2 separate regions of the Mus musculus genome follow, and region 2 is linked to region 1. The links are chromatin contacts, called in public ChIA-PET maps. All regions are on one chromosome and are shown on one strand. Each heading gives the region's core, a stretch centred on a gene start, on an enhancer-like site or on the middle of the called end of the contact. The rest is flanking DNA. Distances are from core to core; before and after follow the strand shown.

Region 1 (6,157 bases), core at 2,568-5,067:
TGTTTTATTGTTGAGAATAGTTTTTCCTATCCCAGGTTTTTTGTTATTCCAGATGAATTTGCAAATTGCTCTTTCTAACTCAGTGAAAAATTGAGTTGAAATTTTGATTGGGATTTCATTGAATCTGTAGATTGCTTTTGACAAGATAGACATTTTTACTATATTGATCCTGCCAATCCATGAGCATGGGAGATCTTTCCATCTTCTGAGATCTTCTTTAATTTTTTTTCTTCAAAGACTTGATGTTCTTATCATACAGATCTTTCAATTCCTTCGTTAGAGTCACACCAAATTATTTTATATTATTTGTGACTATTGTGAAGGGTATTGTTTCCCTAATTTCTTTCTCAGTCTGTTTATCCTGTGAGTAGAGAATGGCCAGTGATTTGAGTTAATTTTATATCCAGCTACTGCACTGAAGCTGTTTATGAGGCTTAGGAGTTCCCTGGTGGAATTTTTAGTCACATATATACTATCATATCAATACTATCATATCATCTGCAAATAGTGTTATTTTGACTTCTTCTTTTTCAATTTGTATCCCCTTGATTTCCTTTTGTTGTCTAATTGCTCTGGCTAGGACTTCAAGTACTATATTGTCTAGGTAGGGAGAAAGTGGGCAGCCTTGTCTAGTCCCTGATTTTAGCGGGATTGCTTCAAGTTTCTCTTCATTTAGTTTGATGTTGGCTGCTAGTTTGGTGTAGATTGCTTTTATTATGCTTAGGTATGGGCCTTGAATTCCTGATCTTTCCAAAACGTTTTTCATGAATGGGTGTTGGATATTGTCAAATGCTTTCTCAGCATCTAACAAGATGATCATGTGGTTTTTGTCTTTGAGTTTGTTTATATAGTGGACTACGTTGATGGGTTTCTGTATATTAAACCATCCCTGCATTCCTGGGATGAAGCCTACTTGATTATGATGGATGATCGTTTTGATGTGTTCTTGGATTCGTTTTTTAAGAATTTTATTGAGTATTTTTGCATCGATATTCATAAGGGAATTTGGTCTGAAATTCTCTTTTTCTTTTGGGTCATTAAATGGTTTAGGTATCAGAGTAATTGTGACTTCATAGAATGAATTGGGTAGAGTACCTTCTGTTTCTATTTTGTGGAATAGTTTTAGGAGAATTGGAATTAGGTCTTCTTTGAAGGCCTGATAGAACTCTGCACTGAACCCATTAGTTCTGGGCTTTTTTTTTTTTTTTTTGGTTGGGAGACTGTTTAGATTGTTAATCTGATCCTGATTTAACTTTGGTACCTGGTGTCTGACTAAGAAATTGTCCATGTCTTCCAGGTTTTCTACTTTTGTTGAGTATAGCCTTTTGTAGTAGGACCTGATGATGTTTTGGATTTCCTCATGTTCTCTTGTTATGTCTCCTTTTTCATTTCTGATTTTGTTAATTAGGATACTGTCCCTGTGACCTCTAGTTAGTCTGGCTAAGGGTTTAATCTATCTTGTTGATTTTTTAAAAGAATCAGCTCCTGGTTTGGTTGAATCTTTGTATAGTTCTTTTTGTTTACACTTGGTTTCTTGCAGTCTACTTCTCTTGGTTGAATTTGCTTCCTTTTGTTCTATCACTTTTAGGTGTGCTGTCAAGCTGCTAGTGTTTGCTCTTTCTAGTTTCTTTTTGGAGGCTCTAAGAGCTTTGAGTTTTCCATTTAGGAATGCTTTCATTGTGTCCCATAAGTTTGGGTATGTTGTGGCTTCATTTTCATTAAACTCTTAAAAAGTGTTTAATTTCTTTCTTTATTTCTTCCTTGACCAAGTTATCATTAAGTAGAGTGATGTTCAACTTCCAGATCAATGTTGGATTTCTGATATTTATTTTTTTTATTAAAGATCAGTCTTAGTCTGTGGTGATCTGATAGAATGCATGTGATAATTTCAATATTTTGTATCTGTTGAGGCCTGTTTTGTGACCAATTATTTGGTCAATTTTGGAGACGGTAACATGAGGTGCTGAGAAGACGGTATATCCTTTTGTTTCATGATAAAATATCCTGTAGGTATTGCTTAATCCATTTGTTTCATAACTTTGGTTAGTTTCACTGTGTCTCTGTTTAGTTTCTGTTCCCAGGATCTGTCTATTTGTGAGAGTTGGGTGTTGAAGTCTCCCACTATTATTGTGTGAGGTGCAATGTGTGCTTTGAGCTTTAGTAGAGTTTCTTTAATGAATGTGGTTGCCCTTGCATTTGGAGCATAGATATTCAGAATTGAGAGTTCATCTTGGAAGATTTTACCTTTGATGAGTTACAAAGTGCCCCTCCTTGTCGGTTTTGATAATTTTGGGTTGGAAGTCGATTTTATTTGGTATTAGAATGGCTACTCCAGCTTGTTTGCTTGGACAGTTTGTTTGGAAAATAGTTTTCCAGCCTTTTACTTTGAGGAATTGTCTGTCTTTGTCCCTGAGGTGGGACCTGAAACCCTTCTTAAGGTCCCATTATTCTTATTGAGTTTCTGAAGCATCTTTCTAATTTCCTCAGACTCAATGTTTTAGGTTCAGCAGGGACTATTTGGGTTGGGTATAATTCGGAGAGTTAGAACAGTTGTGATTATAAATTCGGATACATATCGGGTGGTTTTGGGCCCAGGATATCTCAAAGTAGAGCTCTTTGTTGTTTTCTTAAGAGCTGTGAAGTTTACCGTATTTCAGTGTTGTTTAAGTTCCACCTTAAACCAGAAGTACCAAGAGGTGGGACTCTGACCAGGACCAGCCAGTCCTTGAAGTGAAGCCAGTGAGTAAGTCATCCTTTCCTCAGGCTGGTAGCTACTCCAGTGTCCCTCTCCTCAGCCTGGAATAGGAAGAGCCGCCTGCAGCTGTGCACTGAGGTCTGAGGATCTGACTGGAAGGTTTGAAATTGGGTTTAGGGTTGTGTCTGTCTCAACATAAGGAGTGGGCAGTTGTGGCTTCACAAATAAAGACTGTTACAGCAAAGCAGCTGGAAATGAATATATATTTGTGTGTATATGTTCAGGTTTCTTTCCCCACAAAAATAAGAAGAAAAACTTCAGGGAAACAAAATCTTCAAGCTTCTCATCTAACTTTTATTATCTGGTTAAGTTCAATACTTCCTGTTTTGTGCTGCCCTTTGGTCAAAAAAAACCAAAAAGACAAAACAAAACAAAACAAAACAAAAAAAAAACCACAGTAGGAATGTCAGTCAGTGATAACTGTGCTCCTTAGCAGTTTACATTTCCCTAGAAGTTCAGAGCTTAGTAGTACATAGCTCAGAGGAAGCTGCTCACCTTTGGATTTACAGCTATGGGCATGCTTCTGTCTGTACAGAATCAAAAAGGTCACCCATTCTGTGTTCAGTTTCTGTTAACTACCCTCCTCCTTCATCAAGTGCACTGGTAGGCACTCCATCTCCTGTTCATGCTGTGGCCACAGTAATGAACAAACAGCTCTGGAGTTCTTGCTCACAGTCTTTGCATCATGTTAGAGGAGGCAAACAATATGCAGAAAGCACAAAGAATTGTGCCCTGAGCATGTGGTTCACCTCTGTGGTAAGGATCACACCCTCTCAGCAGAGATAAGAATGCACAACGGTCTCAGCACTATTAATATTTCTGGGGACATTGTAACATAAACCCCGGAATCCGAGCCAGGGAATGTCAATTTTCTAGAGCAGCAGTGGCTTACAGCTGTAACGTGAGGGCTAAAGTTATGTTAAGAGATCTATAAAGCAAAATTGGCTCTAACTTGTAAACCTCACTTACTCAAAGATAGAGAACTTCCTGGAAGGTTGTGAGCAGTTTTTTTCACATCTGTAAACTAAGTTGGTTTGCCTCAACTTCGTAGGATGTGCTTGATGACATGCAGGCAGGAGGTATTTAGACAGGAAGGATGTCAAGATGTATGCTTGCCCCCATTGGACAAAGTCGCGAAGGACTTAGCCTTGTGGGGTTTGCCTTTTTAAGCACACGACTAATGTACTTTGTGTCCATTTTCTGGGAATCTTTGATGTGGTGGCCTTCATATAACCACCCTTATCAGTATTTTAATAAAGTCTGGCTTCACAATTGTGGCAGTAGTCTTATCTTTGCCAGCTGGGATTAACAGCAGGTCTCTCAGTTCCTCCCCGTTATTCAGGTACTCTCCCTGTCCTGTTCTTGCAAACACCTGCACTCTGACAAGTTTTGGCAGAAAACCTAGCTCATCATCTTAGAGAAGCTTCTGGAGGCTAGTATGCTCAAAAAAAGTTCTCTTGAAACCCAAGAGCCTCTGTCTATAATCCTGATTGCAATTACTCTAAACCTAGGAAGTAGGTGACACACTCTTGGTGACCATGTGAAAACACAGGTCTGAAGAGTCAGTGTTTTGCTCAAAATTATATGCTAAGGAAATATTGGAATCTTGGGCAGCAAATAATAACATTGAATGTTGAATGCAACGAACTATCCATTTGTCAGGTTATGACTGAATATTTTGTGAAGCTTGGCTTGGCACATACTTTTAACCCCATCACTTGGTGTAGGAGGAATGAGTCTGTATACCTTGACTGGCAGCCCATCATGACCCATGCATGCACAATAGCTGCATCTGCATTTTATAACTTTAAGATCTACCTGGCACATGGAGACACATGACCTCATGACCTGGACAAGGGACAAGTGGTCATGGACCAAAGGGGTATGGGTGGAGGATATAAAGACACAGCCTGATCCGGCTATAAATGAGTCTGCTTCTGCTTCTCACCTGCCGTTTGGAGTCTACATTGTTGAATCTGTTCCTTCTTACTCTCTACCCCCGAGGATCATCCCAAGGGGCTGAGGGCTAGGGCAACACCTTGGAAGACAAAAGCAGGTGATCTAGGTGAGTTTGAGGTCGACCAGGTTTATGTAGTGAGTTCCAGGTCAGCCAGGGATACATAGTGAGACCCTTTCTCAAATGCAACAAAACAAAAGGCTATTTGTGCATTTCATTTAACCTTCACAGCAACCCTGAAGAGAACTGGCTCTTCTGCTTTACTGTGGTCAAAGCATGAGAATCATGGGACTTCCACGAAGTGATAGGAGCTCAAATTAATGTTTCCTCTCACATACCCCCAGCTCCCAGACTCACGCTTGGTAGCAAGCTTAAAACCCAGGGCTTTCTGAGTCCACATTGTATACATATTCTGTGCATTCATTAGGTTTTATTTATAGGTCCAAAGTTAGTTATACGGTATCCCTAAATAAATCAGCTGACTTTTTCAATTTTTCCTTTGGAAAACTTTGACAACACAAGCATCTCCTGTACCCTGGACACTGAAGTACTGGTCTCTTTTTTTCAGCACTATAGCTCCTCCACCCCTGCTTCCCATCTCTAAGTGTGTGTGTGTGTGTGTGTGTGTGTGTGTGTGTGTGTGTGTGTATTTCGGAAGCATCCATACTGCACCGAAGTATCTTGGCTTTCACTGTTGAGTTAATACCTATGAGCTATTTCCAGGGATCTTGGGTGCATGACAATTGCAGACTTGAGTGGTAACTCAAAGATATCAGGGGGCCTATAAGATGTATCAGTAGGTAAAAGCAGTGACCAGAAAAGCTTGATCCCTGAATTTGATCCCTGGAACCTATGCTAGTAGAAAAGAACTAAGTCCCTAAAGTTATCCTCTGACCCCAACATATGCCTCACAGCATACATTACACACAATATTAAAAAAAATTAAAACTTTTTTTAAGTCCACAAAATGAACAATGTAAGATTAGAACTAGTCATGTAAGACACAGGCGGCATAGCCTCTTGGTGAGAATATGAGTAGATTGTGAAATAGGAGGAAATATTGCAGGTGGGAGTGAATGAAGGCTAAGAGTGATGAATACAGGCTGGCTAGAAGTTAGCAAAGTAGGAGAGAAGCAGGAGGGTCACCTCTAGCCTTGTCATGTGGAATCAGGACTGTCCTTGCATCATCAGCTCCCTCTCTATTCTCCAGCCTATTCCCCAGCCACCATCCTCCAGTGCTCCATTTATGTCTGTCACTTGATTTGAAGAGCAAGTTAAATTGGCTTGATAAAAAAACAAGCCAGTAGGCTTGAAAAATTATGATCAAATTAACATAAAATTTAGGGAGAGATTGAACATATTCTGACAAAGGTTGCCTCATGGCAACACACTCTAGAAATCAAATAATCTTCCTCCTACTTTTATTATTGTTATTTTATTAGTAT
Region 2 (5,701 bases), core at 927-3,426, 110 kb before region 1:
TTATTTATTTTGGTCTATATTTTTTGGCAGGGGGGGTGAGATTTAGTTATGTAGCTCAGGATGGCCTTGAATTTATGATCTTCCTTCTAATCTCCAAGTACTGGTATTTCAAGGCTAAGATACCCCAACCCTGTCCAGAATTTACATTTATTTGCTTTTTAACATTTTCATTATTTGTAGGTCTGTGTGTGTGTCGGTAAGTATGGGTGACATGTTTGTCACAGCACAAGTATGGAAGCTAGAGGACCGATTTCTGCAGTCCATTCTTCCCTGTACCTGGTGGGTTCTGGGAATTGAATTCAGGTCATCAGGTGGGGCAACAGGTACCTTTACCTGCTAAGCCATCTCACCTGCCCAACATTTGTTTCTTAAAAATTGTATGTGTCATGGATGCACTACACTGATAACAACTTCATTGGTAAGTACATGGCTGTGGAATAATCTGGTCTGTGTTGTTTTCATTTTGCAAACATTTACTGTGTGCACATTGTAGGCTTGGGATTGTGTTAACCAGTGGAAATGCCAAAACTTGAGTTGCACATGAGAACTACCATCTTGATGGCAGATGGTAACTTGATCAACAATTTCCAGGGGGTAGCGGGTGAAAGGAGGGTAAATATGTGGGGAAAGAGGGGATTTTAAAAGAACACTTTCATTGGACCAGACACTGAAAACATGTATAACTTAGCCTCTTTTCACAGCCCCTTTGGGACACTATTTTGAGCTGCAGGGGCAAAATGGCCCTATATTCCAGATAGTCTTTGGTACAGGTCTCAGTTCTTTGGTCAAGTGTTAAGCTTCACTCTGTAAAGGGTAATGTGGACTCCTCTGCTGGGAGTGTTTAGAGGTCATCTGCATGTTGTAGGTCTCATCCTAGCGACCAGGAGGACTCTTGTTCCCTTGTCCTTAAAAATGTTCTTAAGCTTGGCAGAGCAGCACACAACTTTAATCTAATCTCAGCCCCAGGAGGAGAGGAGGGCAGAGATGCAGGAGGATCTCTCAGAGGTTAGTATGGCCTGCAGAGCCGGGTTCAAAGACAGCCAGGGCTAACACAGAGAAACCTGTCTCAAACATACATTTTTCGTTTGTTTGTTTTTTGGTTTTACATTTATGGGGGTGGTGGGACCGCATGCTGCTGCCACGGCACATGTATGGAGGTCAGGACAACTTGGAGTTGATTATCTTCTTCCATCTGGTAGGTCCAGGGAAGAAACTCAGGTGGTCAGGTTTGGAGGCAAGCCTTTACCTGCTGAGGCATCTTGCAGGCCTTACTCTGAGTTGCTCAAGCTTTCCCCAGTTTAGTGCTAATTATAGCCAACTCGAGCAAAAGGTATCATGTGGATTTATTCCACTCTTTCAACGTAGGTTATTAAATACATATTAACAGCTTATTATCTGTTGCCTCTGACAGGTGTAAACCCTGCATTTGCAGTCATTCTGGAAGATCTAGATTTTAATTTTCTCACTTGTGGAGTCGCTAAACGAGGCCTTTTGATTTTATAAGAGTAATTGTTTTGTTTTGTTGGGGAGTAGGGGCGGTATTCCGGCGCACGCACATGGCTGTTTGGAGAGAATCTCTTGCAGCCTTCAAACTTCTTTTGCTCATGATGACCTTGAACTGACCCATGCGAGCACTGGATCCTCTAAGCTACATCTCCAACCCCTTGTCTGTTTTTTTTTTTTGTGTGTGTGTGTGTGTTACTACTTGGAAGGAGGGATAGTTGAAAGACAGCCTCAGTAGCCCAAGCTAGGCTACTCTCAATGACATTCCAGCCTCAGCCTCTTGTGTACTAGGAATACTGGAGCGGGCTAACCACAGCTCCCAGGTTACTCTAGTTCCTATCTCAGCGCCCAGAATACTTTCTGGTATCTGCTGGATGTGCAAATGTAAAGGAGGTTTTTTTTTTTGTTTTTGTTTTTGTTTTATTAAGGCGCTGTGGGCCCACTCCACCTCTCAGGAAGCAGGCTCAGGTGAAAGACGTCTTGGGGAGGGTATGTCTCCTCTGCTCCGCGGCGACCTCGCCCGGGTGCCCGCATCCCCGGACTAACCAGCTCCGGGAGCCTTGCCGAGTAGCGCGGGCGCCTTTAAATGCTAATAAGCAGCTACGGCGGCTTTCCCCACCCTCTCTCTCCCCGCCCCGCGTCCGCCTGCCCGCCCGCCGCCCGCGAGCACTTGCGCGGGGCCATCTTCGGGGCCGGGAGATCCAGCGAGACCGCGAGCGCGCGCGTCCCCAGCCCTCGAGCCGCCGCCCGCCGCCGCGCCGCGCGATCCGCACCGGCCTCCCCGAGAGCGAGCCGGACGCCGCGACTGCCACCGCGCTAACCGCCGCCAACCGCCACCGAGGTGCCCGGAGAGAGCGGAGAGGCGGCATGAGCGAGGCGGGCGAGGCCACCACCGGCGGCACCACGCTCCCGCAGGCCGCGGCCGACGCGCCCGCCGCGGCGCCCCCGGACCCCGCGCCTAAGAGCCCGGCGGCCAGCGGCGCGCCCCAGGCCCCGGCGCCCGCCGCGCTGCTCGCGGGGAGCCCCGGCGGAGACGCAGCCCCCGGGCCCGCCCCGGCCTCATCAGCCCCCGCGGGCGGCGAGGACGCGGAGAAGAAAGTTCTCGGTGAGTCCCTGCCTGCAGCCCGGGAGAGACGGCGGGCGAGGATGGACGTGGATGCAGGGCGGGCTGGGACACGTGGGCCAGCTCTGGGGAGTCTTGGCTGTGGGTCGGGAAAGCAGCACGTTTCCTCGGTGGGGAGGAGGGGACACTAGGAAGGCACGAGAGGGGTGACTTGGGAAGATTTTATTGTGTGGTGTATTTTTTTTTTTTACCCCCTAGGCCTGGGAGGGTCAGGTGTCTGTCTCTGACACCCTTCCCTCGTGGGCTTGGGACAGCCGCCATGCTCCTGCGGGCCACATGCCGGCACAGGGATGTTGCAACGCCCCGGGAAACTTGGGGCGGGCACTCGCCTCCCCTTACTGTGCCCACAGATGCAAAGAGCCTCCAGTACCTTCCAATTGCTGCACCATCCCCTCTCCCGCACCGTGGGAACACACGTGGTGTGACGGCCGGGAAAACTTAGTCGGAAGTGGAGTAGGACGAGTGTCCAAAACACTTACGACTTGTTACTGGAGGGAAAGGGAAGGTGGGGACTGGAGATTTCGCGGGGCGCGGGGCAGAGGTTTTATAACTGTGGCTGTTGTATTTTGTCGCACATTTGGGTGTCCTCATCTTCCTTAAGGAACGCCCGGTGTGAGGCCTTCCACAAGCTTGCCTAGCAGGTGGGTGGTGGATAAGCTCCCCGGAGGGTGTGTGCGTGCGCATGTGGTTTGCTATCCGAAACAGGAAAGTTAACAGATGGTGTAGGATGCTTCAGAAATGTTCACTGTTTCTGGGTGGGGCCGATTGGGCTCGCCTGCTCTCTGAGCTTCCTCCCCATTCTAGCGAGAAAGCTGAAGGAATAATTGTGGAAGAAATAGAACACCATTCGGTGTTCCCCACCCCTGACAGTTCTCTGGTTCTTGTTTTCCCAAGGCTTTAAAAACTTGGTTCCTGCCAATTTTTTTTTTCCCCACTCTCACTAAAAAGTTCCTTAAAGGTCTTGTGGGTGTTACATTGTGGCACTTTCTACCAAGATGCTCCTTGGACCATTTCCACACAAAATGAAAGATAGAACCCTGTGTTGCTAGCCGAAGCAGGTTCTTAATGATACCTTACTAAGGGCAGATGGAATCCTACAGGTTTTTACTTGATCCTTGCACTTTTGAGATAAGAAAAGTAGATAATATCTTTGGAGATTGGGGGTGGGAGGTGGGTGGTGGTGGTAGGGCGATAAAGGAAGGTTAATTTCCGCAATCCCCAGCAGTTTAGTTCTGTTTCTGCCAGATACCTGGTGATGAGTCTGATGTCTTTCATCCTGCCACCTCAAAAAGTCCAGACTCAGAAAATGAAGGGCAAGCCTCCACCTGACACTTTGAGCACTGTTTGTCTTTGTCCGATGTGGTCTGCCATCTCCTGTGCCAGGCCGACACACGGATATCCAAAATGTTCTGGACTCAGGACTGACTGAAATGGATATCTTGGACGCTCTCATTCTGGTCTTTGCAAAGGGGCCTTAACTTTGGTTTATACCGTGTAGTCCTTTAGGGAAAACAAGTTTATTCAAGTAAAAAGATCTGGGTAGGCGTATTTTACCAACCAACACCTTCTTGTGTACTTGAATATAGTATTAAAAGTGTGAATGAATTTGTCTGATCATAGATATTTGTACAGTTAGTATTTTTAAAAATAACTTTGAGAAGGAAAGAAACACCATCAACTGTGTGAAAACAGACTTGAGAATCTTGCCCATCTTCCCCCTTCTGCTGTTATCATTGACTTCCCCTCTTTTCTTTGTGTATCTGTTTTGGTTTTGCACTTTTACTTATTTATTTATTTATTTATTTTTGAGATTGGTCACATGAAGTAGCCCAAACTGGCCTTGGCCTCACTCACCTTGTAGCAGAGGATAACCTTTAACTCTTTGTCATCCTGCCTCTATCTCCCAAGGGGCAGGATTACAGGTGTGCACCACCATTACAGGTGTGCACCACCACATTGGGCTTAGTGGTTTTTTTGTATCAGTTTCTTCCAGAGCCTCCATGTGTGTATCTTTATTTATTTGTGTATATCCAGAGTTTTTGAAAGAAACAAAATCCTCTCATGTAAATCCTGATGTAGAGGCCATACCGTTTATCCAAACCGGACTTCCCTGTGTTGACATCTGAAACATCAGTTTTTTTTTTTTTTTTTTTTTTCTCATTTGCTCTGCAGCTCACATTAGATTGGCTTTAAGGCTTAGGAGCTCATCAAGGAAAGCTAAGAGGTTGGTGCAAGCCCATCCTTGCGCCACTCAGAACCACAGTGTCTTCTCACTCAGAGGTAGTAGACCTGGCTTGTCCATTCCTTAGCTTTTCCCTTCTAAGTGTAGTCCTGCCAGGTTTTGGATTTCACTGAGTGTTGATGACTGTCTCATGCACTTCCTTGGTTTAGGCCTATCCATTTCCTGGAGATACTAAATTTGACATTCATCATTGATCCCAGCAGTCCTGTTTGGAGTTTACAAAATTTAGATTCTTTTTCTTAATGAATTTTCAAGTGAGGTACTCTAGAGAAATTACCCATGACAGAGGATAGAAAATAGTAGTCAGTCAACTTTAGCAAATGCCAGAGTTTCCTTCTCAGCTGTTGAAGACAGCAGCAGGTTAACCCCTTGGTGTGAAAAGGGTCTGTTGTGGCCTGTACAGAACTGGGGTGAGACAGCATCAGTTCTGCCATTACTCTGGACTTCTGGCCAGCCCTATTTGGCCACCTGATGACAGTTTCTTTATATCTTTGTAAGTTGATTACTAAGAAGGAGCTACTGTGTTCCTCATTAAAGTTTGCCTAATATTTTAAAGTACTAGAATTGATAAGATGACCCAGCTTACCGGTTCTTTCTCTGTGGCTCTTCCTTTGCACATTGGTAATGTCTGGGTAAATAACTGGAATGTGTTTATGTGTTTTTTTTTTTTCCCTAGTTGATGGTTTGCATTTGTTTTGAGGCGTACACCTGTTGCCTCTTGAATGAATGTGAAGTGCTCTACCAACTGAGCCAAATCCCCGGCCCTGGGAACTTTCTGGAGCTTTTTTGTTTTTAGCCCATGCTGGCTTCAGACTCCTGATCTGTCTGCTTTT

Evidence for each region. ChIA-PET counts read pairs in DNA pulled down with a chosen protein or histone mark.
Region 2: a contact with region 1 is called in an RNA polymerase II ChIA-PET map of effector CD8 T cells, with 12 read pairs. The contact joins the promoter of Ybx3 here to the enhancer-like site in region 1. A contact is called at or near these places in 8 of 39 promoter capture datasets (the C10 cell line, cranial neural crest, embryonic stem cells and 5 more), 1 of 15 datasets of contacts at CTCF or cohesin (CD8 T cells), 3 of 115 datasets of contacts at active chromatin or transcription factors (CD8 T cells, effector CD8 T cells and embryonic stem cells) and 3 of 9 other capture datasets (adipose tissue, liver and pancreatic islet).

The regions. Positions count from the first base shown.
Region 1 is chr6:131,274,216-131,280,372 of GRCm38.p6, reverse strand. No RefSeq gene overlaps it. Among named protein-coding and RNA genes, the nearest start is that of Magohb, 16 kb to the left of the region's middle. Within about 2 kb of position 3,817, at least 17 of the 459 cell types and tissues checked have an H3K27ac peak or open chromatin away from gene starts, as enhancers often do. A contact at or near this core is called in CD8 T cells and effector CD8 T cells, where this site is marked.
Region 2 is chr6:131,384,925-131,390,625 of GRCm38.p6, reverse strand. Ybx3 (Y box protein 3) reads left to right here and starts at 2,176. Exons shown (of 10, transcript NM_139117.2): 1 at 2,176-2,608. The coding sequence starts at 2,371.